Linked DNA regions of Pan troglodytes: region 1 is linked to region 2. A link is a contact called in public HiChIP or PLAC-seq data. All regions are on one chromosome and are shown on one strand. Each heading gives the region's core, a stretch centred on a gene start, on an enhancer-like site or on the middle of the called end of the contact. The rest is flanking DNA. Distances are from core to core; before and after follow the strand shown. Region 1 holds the start of DCTN6 (dynactin subunit 6). Region 2 holds the start of DUSP4 (dual specificity phosphatase 4).

Evidence for each region. HiChIP or PLAC-seq counts read pairs in DNA pulled down with a chosen protein or histone mark.
Region 1: a contact with region 2 is called in an H3K4me3 HiChIP or PLAC-seq map of stem cell-derived excitatory neurons, with 3 times the contacts expected there. The contact joins the promoter of DCTN6 here to the promoter of DUSP4 in region 2. A contact is called at or near these places in 1 of 7 Hi-C or Micro-C datasets (stem cell-derived neural progenitor cells) and 1 of 1 datasets of contacts at active chromatin or transcription factors (stem cell-derived excitatory neurons).

What each region holds. Positions count from the first base shown.
Region 1 is chr7:38,528,197-38,532,662 of NHGRI_mPanTro3-v2.0_pri, forward strand. DCTN6 (dynactin subunit 6) reads left to right here and starts at 2,471. Exons shown (of 7, transcript XM_016959300.4): 1 at 2,471-2,582. The coding sequence starts at 2,560.
Region 2 is chr7:37,712,748-37,717,600 of NHGRI_mPanTro3-v2.0_pri, forward strand. DUSP4 (dual specificity phosphatase 4) reads right to left here and starts at 1,606. Exons shown (of 4, transcript XM_520046.9): 1 at 639-1,606. The coding sequence starts at 1,071.

The DNA.
Region 1 (4,466 bases), core at 1,221-3,720, 820 kb after region 2:
AAAAAAAACTATATGCTGAGGTTGCTAAGATCTATGGTAAGAATAAACCTTTTACCCATGAAACTGTTAATGAGGAAAAGGAAATGTGTGCATAGTATATAGAGGGTTCAGTACTATCTGTGGTTTCAGGCATCCACTAGAGGTCTTGGAATGTATCCCCCAAGGATAAAGAAAGACTACTATACCCACTCTAAGGTGTAACTGTCCCTCAGTATGCTTGGGGAACTGGTTCCCGGACACCCTGATGCCAAAATCTGCAGATGCTCAAGTCCCTGATATAAAATGGTGTAGTATTTGCATATAACTAACTGATGCATATCCTCCCATATCCTTTCAATCATCTTTATATTATTCAGAATATCTAATACAATTCCTACATATCACTTCATTCATGTGGCTTCAATGTAGCACTTGGCATGCAGCAAATTCAAGTTTTGCTTTTTGGAAACTTGTGTAATTTTTTTCCCCCAAATTTTTGATCCAACATGTGTTGATGTCAACCAGCCACAGATGTCAAACCCACAGATACAAAGGGCCAACTGTATTTTGTTATAGCAGCCAGAAAGAACTAAGACAGTCAAGGAGGGTTTCCCTGATTGTGATGGTCAGTTTTTTGTGTCAACTTGGTTAGGCTACATTCCCAAGTCATTAGTCAAACACTAATCTAGATGCTGCTGTAAAGGTATTTTGTGGATGTGATTAAAGCCCATCATCAGTTCACTTTAAGGAAGAGAGATTATCCTAGCTAATCTGGGTGGGCCTGATTCAATCAGTCGAAGGCCATAAGAGCAGAGATGGGCTTCCCTGAAGAAATTCCTCCTGTGAACAATAGCCTCACCCCTTGCATGAGAATTCCAGCTTAGTGTACAGATTTTGGACTTGCTTAGCTGGGGCTCCACAATCATGTAAGCCAATTCCTTACAATAAGCCTTTTAATATCCATCTACTACTAGTTCTGTTTCTCTGGTTGGAAACTGAGTATGTGACATCCGAGACATAAAGGGTCAGAAGGTGTTAGGGTGGGGGCAAGTGGAGGCGGTTGGGGGTGGAGAGTCAGCTTTGCTTTTTTGGAGAATGAGGGTGTGATTGAACACATAGAAAGAGGAAGAGTGAAGTAGGCAGGGGCTGGATGTAGCTCAGAGATAGGTTATGGAAAGCAGTTTGGATTTCAAGAGGAAGGGGAAATAAAATAACTGACTTTGGCTCTTATTTTTAATTTTTTTCCATTTAAAAAAATACATTATAGAAAAAAAATATAGAGCCGGGATCTTGCTGTGTTGACCAGGCTAGTCTCCAACTCCTGGCCTCAAGTGATCCTCCCATCTCGGCCCCCCAAAGTGCTGGGATTACCGGTTTGAGCCACGCGCCTGGCCTCAATTTGTCTTTTAAAGGATGATTTTGACTACAAGAGAACTACTTGGATCAGGGTTGGGGGTGGGAGATGAGGGGGTGTGATTTCAGAGGCCAAGTACAGAATGAGTGAACAACTGGGAGAGACACATCGGCTGAGAGTAGAGAGATGGTCGGGTAGACAAAAGTGTAAGCATGAGACCCGAGGTAGGACAAGCAGAACTTGCAGATCTATTATAGATGTAGGGGTGAGGAGTGCCAGGGTGACTCTTGAGTGTCTGGCTTGAGCAACTAGGCAAATGGTGTGGATCAAAAAAGCAGCAGGTTGGAGGGAGGACGGCAGTGTTAATCGAAAGTCATGTTCTGTAAGTTTTAGGTTCGATACGACTCTGAGCGGAGATGTCAATTAGTCAACCGAATGTCAGGTGTGAAGATCGGCACAGAGGGCAGAACCAGAGACATTAATTAGAGAGCAAGCAGGTAGAGGACACTTAACCTATAGGAAGGATGCGCTCATATAGAGCAAGAAAAGGGCCAGAAGGAGCCCTAATGAGTAGAGAAAGACAGAGGCTGAAAAGGAGCATCGGCGAGGTCAGAGGAATACCTTTAGAGTGTAATTACGCCTACGCGAGTGGGTAAAATGAGGGCATAACGACGCGGACTGGATTGCAATAAACAGCTTTTATTCTTTTATCAGAGACACGATCTAGCTTTTTAGCCCAGGCCGGAGTGCAGTGGCATCCTCACAGCTCGCTGCAGCTTCACTGGGCTCAGGCGATCCTCTCGAGTAGCTGGGGTACAGGCGCAGGCCACCGTGACAGGCTTTTTTTTTTTTTTTTTTTGAAGAGAGGGTCTCACTGTGTTTGTTACCCAGGCTAGTCTCGCAGTCTGGCACTCCTGGCCTCGAGCGATCCTCCTGCCTCGGCCTCTCGGCCTCCCAAAGTGCTGGCCTGTGCCCAGTCAATGGCTGTTCCAAATTAGGGTCTACCCATCTCTGTGCAGGGCTAAAGTCCGCGGGCGGCCTCGCACCGCTGCCAAGTACAGTCCTGTGCGCCCAGACGCGACGCAAACAAGAGCCGCAAGCTTCCGGATCCCCGCCCCACCCCGGCTCCGCCCCTCCCCCAACCCTGCCAGGCTCTCCAATCGCATGTGTAATTATCGCTCTACCCAGGCGGTGGTGTCGATCTCCGCTCCAATTGGGGCCGTACCATGGCGGAGAAGACTCAAAAGAGGTGGGTCTGCTGCTTGAGAAAAGCCTTTTCTCAGCTTTCCGTAGGGGTGGAACCTGTTCCTGGTCGCCAATGGTGGCGACTCAGAAGGTGTTTCATCCTGGGCCTTCGGGCTGAAGGTACCTCAAGCCCAGACCTGGCGTCCACTGAGGGAGGGGGCGACGGAGTGGGGGCGGGGAGGGTTGCGAAGGGACGCGGAGTCGCTGCCTGAAAGGTTTTTGTTCCTGTCTGGCGGTCCCTCCCCACATGCGCCTGCGCAGAGGGGGTCTCCCGGCCGGGAGGGCGGGGTGGGGGGGGCTGTGAGGGGAGGGTGACGTCAGCTTTTTCCTGGGGGAGGCCGGCTCCCTTCTCCCGCATAATCGGCGGTGCTTGGCGCCGCTGTACCCCACGGCTTGGCGCTGAATTCTCTGCTGCATGTTGCGAGACCCCCACGCCAGTGCTGGCCGCACCCCAGGCCCTTCCTGTCTCTGGAGGGTGGGGTGTGTAAAGGGATTTACGGTCGCTGTCAAAAGGGGGGCCGCGCCTGGACTTGAAATGTGACACACACACACACACACATTATATAGATGCAAGGAGTACATGCGCAGATTTGTTGCATAGATATATTGCGTAATGGTGAAGTTGGCTTCTAGTGTACTTACCACCCAAATAGTGAACATTGTATCAGATGGGTAATTTTTCAGCCCTCAAACCCCTCCTACCCTCGCTGCTTTTAGAGTCCCCAGTGTCTGTTATTTCCCTCTTTATGTTTATGTGTACTCATTTTAGCTCCCACTTAAAAGTGAGAACATGTGCATTTGATTTTATTTCTGAGTTATCGCGTAAGGTAATGGCCTCCAGTTCCATCCATGTTGTTGCAAAAGACATGATTCCTTTCTTTTTTATGGCTCTGTAGTAGTCCATCGTATAGATACACCACATTTCCTTTATCCAATCGTCCGTTGATGAACTCTTAGGTTGATTCCATACTTTGGTATTGTGAATAGTACAGTGATAGTCATAGGAGTGCAGTTGTCTTTTTAATACACTGGTTTCCTTTGAGTAGATCCTGGGTCGAATGGTAGTTCCATTTGGATTGGTAGCTCTATATGGATTGCTGGGTCCAATGGTACTTGTCTTTAGTCCTTTGAGAAATCACCATACTATTTTCAATAGATGAACTAATTTATATTCCCACCAATAGTGTATAAGCTTAGAACTGTGACATTTTTTGCCAGGCGTGGAGTGGACAAGCTCCTTTGTAAACATGTGGGGACAGGAGGTTTGGCTTCTTCTCCGGTAGTCTTCATTGCTGGGGGCTGTTGGTGGCTGTTGGTGGCTGGGATGAGACAAGTGCATAAGTAAAGCCATTTCGAACAGCAGCAGTGTTGAGCTCCCTCTACTGACTATTTTTGACAAAGAAAACTGACATTGTTTCTGGTGCCATAAATTAAAATGTAGATTTTTCTTCCATTTAAGTAGATACTCTGTAATCTTTTTTCATAAGCTAAAGAGGAACAGATGTACTATAAATATTATGTGCAGTAGATAGCAGTAGATTGTAGCTTACAGTGAAGATTAAGGTATTGTTGACTTGTTACTTTTACAGATCTGAGGTTAAGTCTTGCCCTCCCATCTGCCGGCTCACCTCTCTGCTCCCACCACTCCGAGATACAGAGGGGTCCTTGCAGAGATATCGGGACCACGTTTTAGTTGGCCTAGTGGCCTGCCCCACTGAGAAGTGTGCTGATTGTGACGCAAGCATTACCTGGGATCTCTCCCTTGGGCGTAAAACTGAAGGCAGGGGGCATTTGTGAGTCTCTCCTACTCTCAGTTGCCCTGGACAAATTCAGTGTTAGATAATGCTCTTTTCATAATGAGAAGGAAGCTGAGGAAATGGAAAATTGC
Region 2 (4,853 bases), core at 356-2,855:
AGCCTCCCGCTCCCAGAGCCTGGATCTAGCCCGGGACGGGGATTGGCCACCTTCCAAGCTGAGCTCGGAGTTGGGCAGCGGGAACGCAGATACAGATCGCTCTACACAGTGTGTGCAAACCAATCTCCCTTTCTGCATTTGCCAGGGTCTTGTTTTCAGTGAAACTGGCAAGGCCAATTGTACCTCGGCGCCCACCCCTCTTCACCTTTTCTCCACCTCTGGGATTCTCCCGGTCCGGCTCAGTGTAGGGCCCCAGCACGCCAAACCAACAGGCCTATCTTGTCCCCACGCGCCCCGTGGTACTTGGAAACTGTTCCCGGGACTCAAGATGGACCGCGCAGAGGAGTCGCTTCATCCTCGAGGCTAGGACCGTTAATGTCAATAAACGGGGCCTCGCTAGGACGGTGCGGAATTGCAGGTGACCGGAGAAACCCGTCCGCACTGTCTCTGAGGACTTGAACCTCGCACTTGCACAGAAACCTTGCAAACCCCTACACACCAACACACACAAAGGGGCGCGCGGGGATCCCCGCAACCACGAATCACGCCGGGGACTCCTTCCCGTGCCAATAAGGCATAGGCCGCCAAGACCCCCTCCATCTCCCCGACTCCAGCTAGCGCCCGGAGCCCTCGTTTACCTTTGAGCAGGCAGATGTCGGTGCGCTCGGCGTTGCGGCGCAGAGCCTGCACCACCAGCGACACGGTGCTGTCCTCGCGGAGGCTCTCGGCGCGCGGGCTGCGCTCGTCGTAGACGATGACCGCCGAGTAGAGGCCGGAGCGCAAGCGGGCGCGTACCTCCTCCTCGGCGGGCAGGATCTGCTCCAGGCTCACGGAGCCCTTAGCCCGCCGCCGCACGATGGTGTTGCAGCGCACGTTGACCGAACCTCGGATGTAGCCCGCGCTGTGCGCCAGGAACGGTCTGCAGTCCAGCAGCAGGCACTTGCCGCCGCTCGGCAGCCCCAGGGTGCCGTGGCTGCCGCTGCCGCCCGCGCCGCCGCCGTTCTCGTCCCGGTTCATCAGCCTTTTGAGCACACTGCAGTCCATCTCCCGCAGCTCCTCCATCGTCACCATGGTCGCCGGGAACCGAGGCGGCTGGGCGCGCGAGGAAGAGAACCCGGGCCGCCTAGGCTGCAGAAAGGGGCGGGCGAGAGCTAAGAAGGGACGCCTGCAGAAGTGGCCGCAAACTTGGTCCTCAAGGGCTCCCGCGGGCGAGCCTCTTCTCCCCTGTCCCCTTCCTCCCGCAGCCTCGCGGTCACATAGCAGTCGGAGCGGCCTCGGGCGCCCAGCCGGGCGGCGCGCAGAGCGGAGGGGGAGGCGCCGGTGGAGGAGAGTGTGTTTACGAGAGAGGACCGCGGACTCTTTTCGGCGACGGCCTCCCGTGTATTTTTGCCGGTCGCGCGGCTCCTGTCGCCACTGGCGCCAGCGCTGCCGCTGCCTACGCTCCTCCGGCGCTCAGCGCACTGCCCCAGCCAGAGTTTTCTCCTCGGCTTAGAGGTTTATTAATGCTCCTCCGCGCTCCCGGGGGAGGGGGCGCTAGGTACTACCCCGCCAGGCCCCGCCCCGTTCCATTCCGGGCCCCGCGCCGTCCCCCGCCCCCCGCGCTGACTCCCCGCCCCCTCCGGGCCCCTCCTCCCACCCCCTCCCCGGAGCTTGAATGGAGCGCGGCCGCTGGCTCCCGGTCACGGGAACTCGACGTCACAAAGAGCGGAGTAAACAGGGCGCCGGGTGCTCGCCATCAGGCCCATTCATAAAACCGAGGCCGAGAGGAAGAGGGAGGCGGCCTCCGACCCGCCGCCAGCGGCGGGCAGCGCCCGGACTTTGTGAATGGAGCGCGCGGCGCCTTTCGCCGTCTACCCGCGGGCCCAGCCTGCGCCGCGCCTCCAGCCCGACACCGGCACCTGTGCCGCCGCTGCACCCCGCCGCTAGGCGGGCGGCGCCAAAGGAAATAGCCGGCTGAGGAGGCCAGGGCTCGGGTTTGAGCTTTCATCCCTTGGCACCTTCGCGCTTCCCCGCGTGACAGCCCCGTAGGTTTTTCCCGGTTACCCAAGTGGAGAGGGGACCGGAGCGCCGCTGCCCACCCAGCGGGGCCTGACACCTCCTAGCCCCAGACTCCCCGTGCGCTTTCGGCCCGGCCAGTCCTTTCTGAATATGCGATTCCTGAGACGTTAGCGCATGCATTAGCGTGATCGATTTTCATCTAAAGCCATTAAATCAGTTTTATAGCTTCCCCAAGAACGTGGGCAACCCCCTGCTTGGAAGATGAAAGAGAAAGTCCTCCCGCCCGAAGCCCAGGATCGGAGTGAGGTGTGGGGTTTGTTGCTTTACTACCCAAAGGGAGGCATTAATTGCCGGAATGGTGTTCCGAGGGAGGAGAGCAGGCTGCGCTCCTGTCCACGCTTCCTAAAAGATGTTTATTTAACCCTGGTCGGGGGAAAAACAAGGTTTTCGGGTTTGGGAAACGTCTTCACCCTATCTTGCATAGTTGTGAATTATCCTTTTAGGAAATGACAGGGTCCACATTTGTTGCGGAGCTGGACCTTGGAAAATGTACCCGCAAAGAATGACCTTTTGAAAGGACTTCAGCAGCTCTGGGTCCGATTCATGTTTCTGGGCATCCCTTTTTCCTGGTCACGTAGCAGCCCTCCCCATCCCCATTTCTCTTTTGCATTTAATTTCCCAGAGGCAGCTTTTGGCTGGGGGTTTGTGCACGCACGCGGTGGGGACCGTGCAGAAGCCAAAAATCATTCGCCCGACATCTTGCCAAGTCTTGTTAGTGAGAATTAATCACAGAGCAAGGGAGTTACAGGACTCGCTCGCAGTTTCGGAGGCTGCAGAGTAGCGTATTCCATTACGGGGCGCGCGTGGAAGCCCGACCCAGGCAGCGAGGGCACGGGTACCCGCCGGGTCTCTCCCGCCCAAGCTCACCCTCTCACCATGCCTTTGTTCCGGGCGGAGCGGCTTTCCCGAGCTCTCACCTCCGGTCCCGGGGGCCATCCCTGCACTCCCCGACCGGAGCTCGGCGGAGCCTCCACTTCTGAGACCTTCGACTGGCCTCGTCCCCCACTGCGCCCCGAATGCCTCGACCCCCGGGCCCTACTCGGATGGGCTGTAGGGGCACCGCTTGGGCAAGGTGATATTTCCTTTTGCTCCGGGCTCCAAAATGGCTTACGATGGCACTGCACGGATCCTTTCTCTTTTTAAAATTTAGTATTTTATTCATCATGGATTTTTTGCATTTTTTTTTTCTTTTAAAGAGGCATCGCATCAAGATATTTCTTTTGATTACTGACTTTTCGGCGCCCTTCTTAAATGTTGCGCTCAAGGCTTGTGCTCACCCTAGTCCAGGCCCTGGAAGGGGCCACAACTGTGGACTGACCGAGGCTGCCCGGTGGCAGGACCCTGGGCGTCGGGCACTCCGGGTGGGAGATCAGTGGTCAAAGCCGCACGGCGTGGCCTCCCTGTGGGGAGGGCAAAAGGTGTCTGAGTCCAGTTTCCCATTCTGCTGAATGGGACTGTGGGGGTCTATCTAATAACTCGCTTTCGATAAGGAGCAAGGAGCCCCAGGGGCCCCTACAGTCCAAGGCTGATTTTGCTTTCCCGGGTTGCTCTCCAGCAGCTCAGAAATCCGCCGCCTGCCAGGACCCAGGGCCGGAGCTCTCCCGGCGCAAGTAAACACTGATTCCTTTACAAAGGCTTTAACAAGACATTTCTGGAAAAAGCCTCTCAGGAGGCAGGTCCGGGCCAATTTCACGCGTGTCGCAGGAGCTGGGGAGACGTCCCTGGGGCGCACGGGTCGCGCTCTGGGCCAGCCTTTGTCTAGCCTGTTCTGGGGTCGCCTCCCCCGCCGGACCCGCGCCTGGCTCTCACGTGGCCAGTAAATAACAGTCAAATCCAGGGGGAGGAAAATGCCCACAGAACAAAGAGGCTTGCTTTCTGCACCTGACAGTAATCGCTGGTGGAGAAGCCCTAAATCCCGCAGGCGATTCACACGGAAAGGGGTGTGGGAGGGCGCGTGTGAGTGTGTGTGTCCACGTGTGCGTGCCCGCGCCTACGCGGCTGTTCACTGGAAGGGAGTCACAGCTTGGGACTTAATGTGTTTAAGCCGAGAGCCACTTGAATTGCGAAAGCGAAGGCCTGATTTTTAAAAAAGACTAATTTTTAAAATCCACACCCCATTGCCAACTCAGGAATTGGCCTTCAGTTGTGTGAATTTCAGCAAAGGAGATTTAAGTTACCATATTGTATTTATCGGGATACTGTGTAAACACCCTAGATATATATTTTTTAATTGTATGTTTGTGAACCATTGGTCCACAGTTAAATGAGTACAACGCGAGGGCTACTCCATGCCGGCTGTAGAGATAATGATAAAACCTGTCTCCAATTCGTCTGCAGTCTGTGGACGAAACATAACCATTTTAAACAGGAACCTTGTGAAACAGCTTGTCAATGAGCAGATCTTGGAGAAAACAAAGGCAATTTGGAGCAAGACACGGAATGTCATTTCAAAGTTAATTTAATTAACTAAGGCATATTTGTAGAAATTGGGATGGGATTGCCCAAGGAGAGGTCTTTTATTTATATTCAGCAGTAAACCTCGGGGTGAAAGAACTTTTAAAAATTCACTGTGACAAGTAAATCCAGCTTCTCTTTCATCAGTCAGTCCTTAGACCGACCTTATTAGTCACTGTCAGGCTCCAGCAAAACGCCTGCTCTTGTTTAGGAACATTTCTTTCCAATTAGGAAGTTGTATGATCGGGGAATCTAAAGCCCGGAGTAGAATCCCCAGAGAGAAGTACAGCTTCTATTCTAGTTTTGATGCCAACCTCTGACTCACTGCTCTGTCCCAAAGT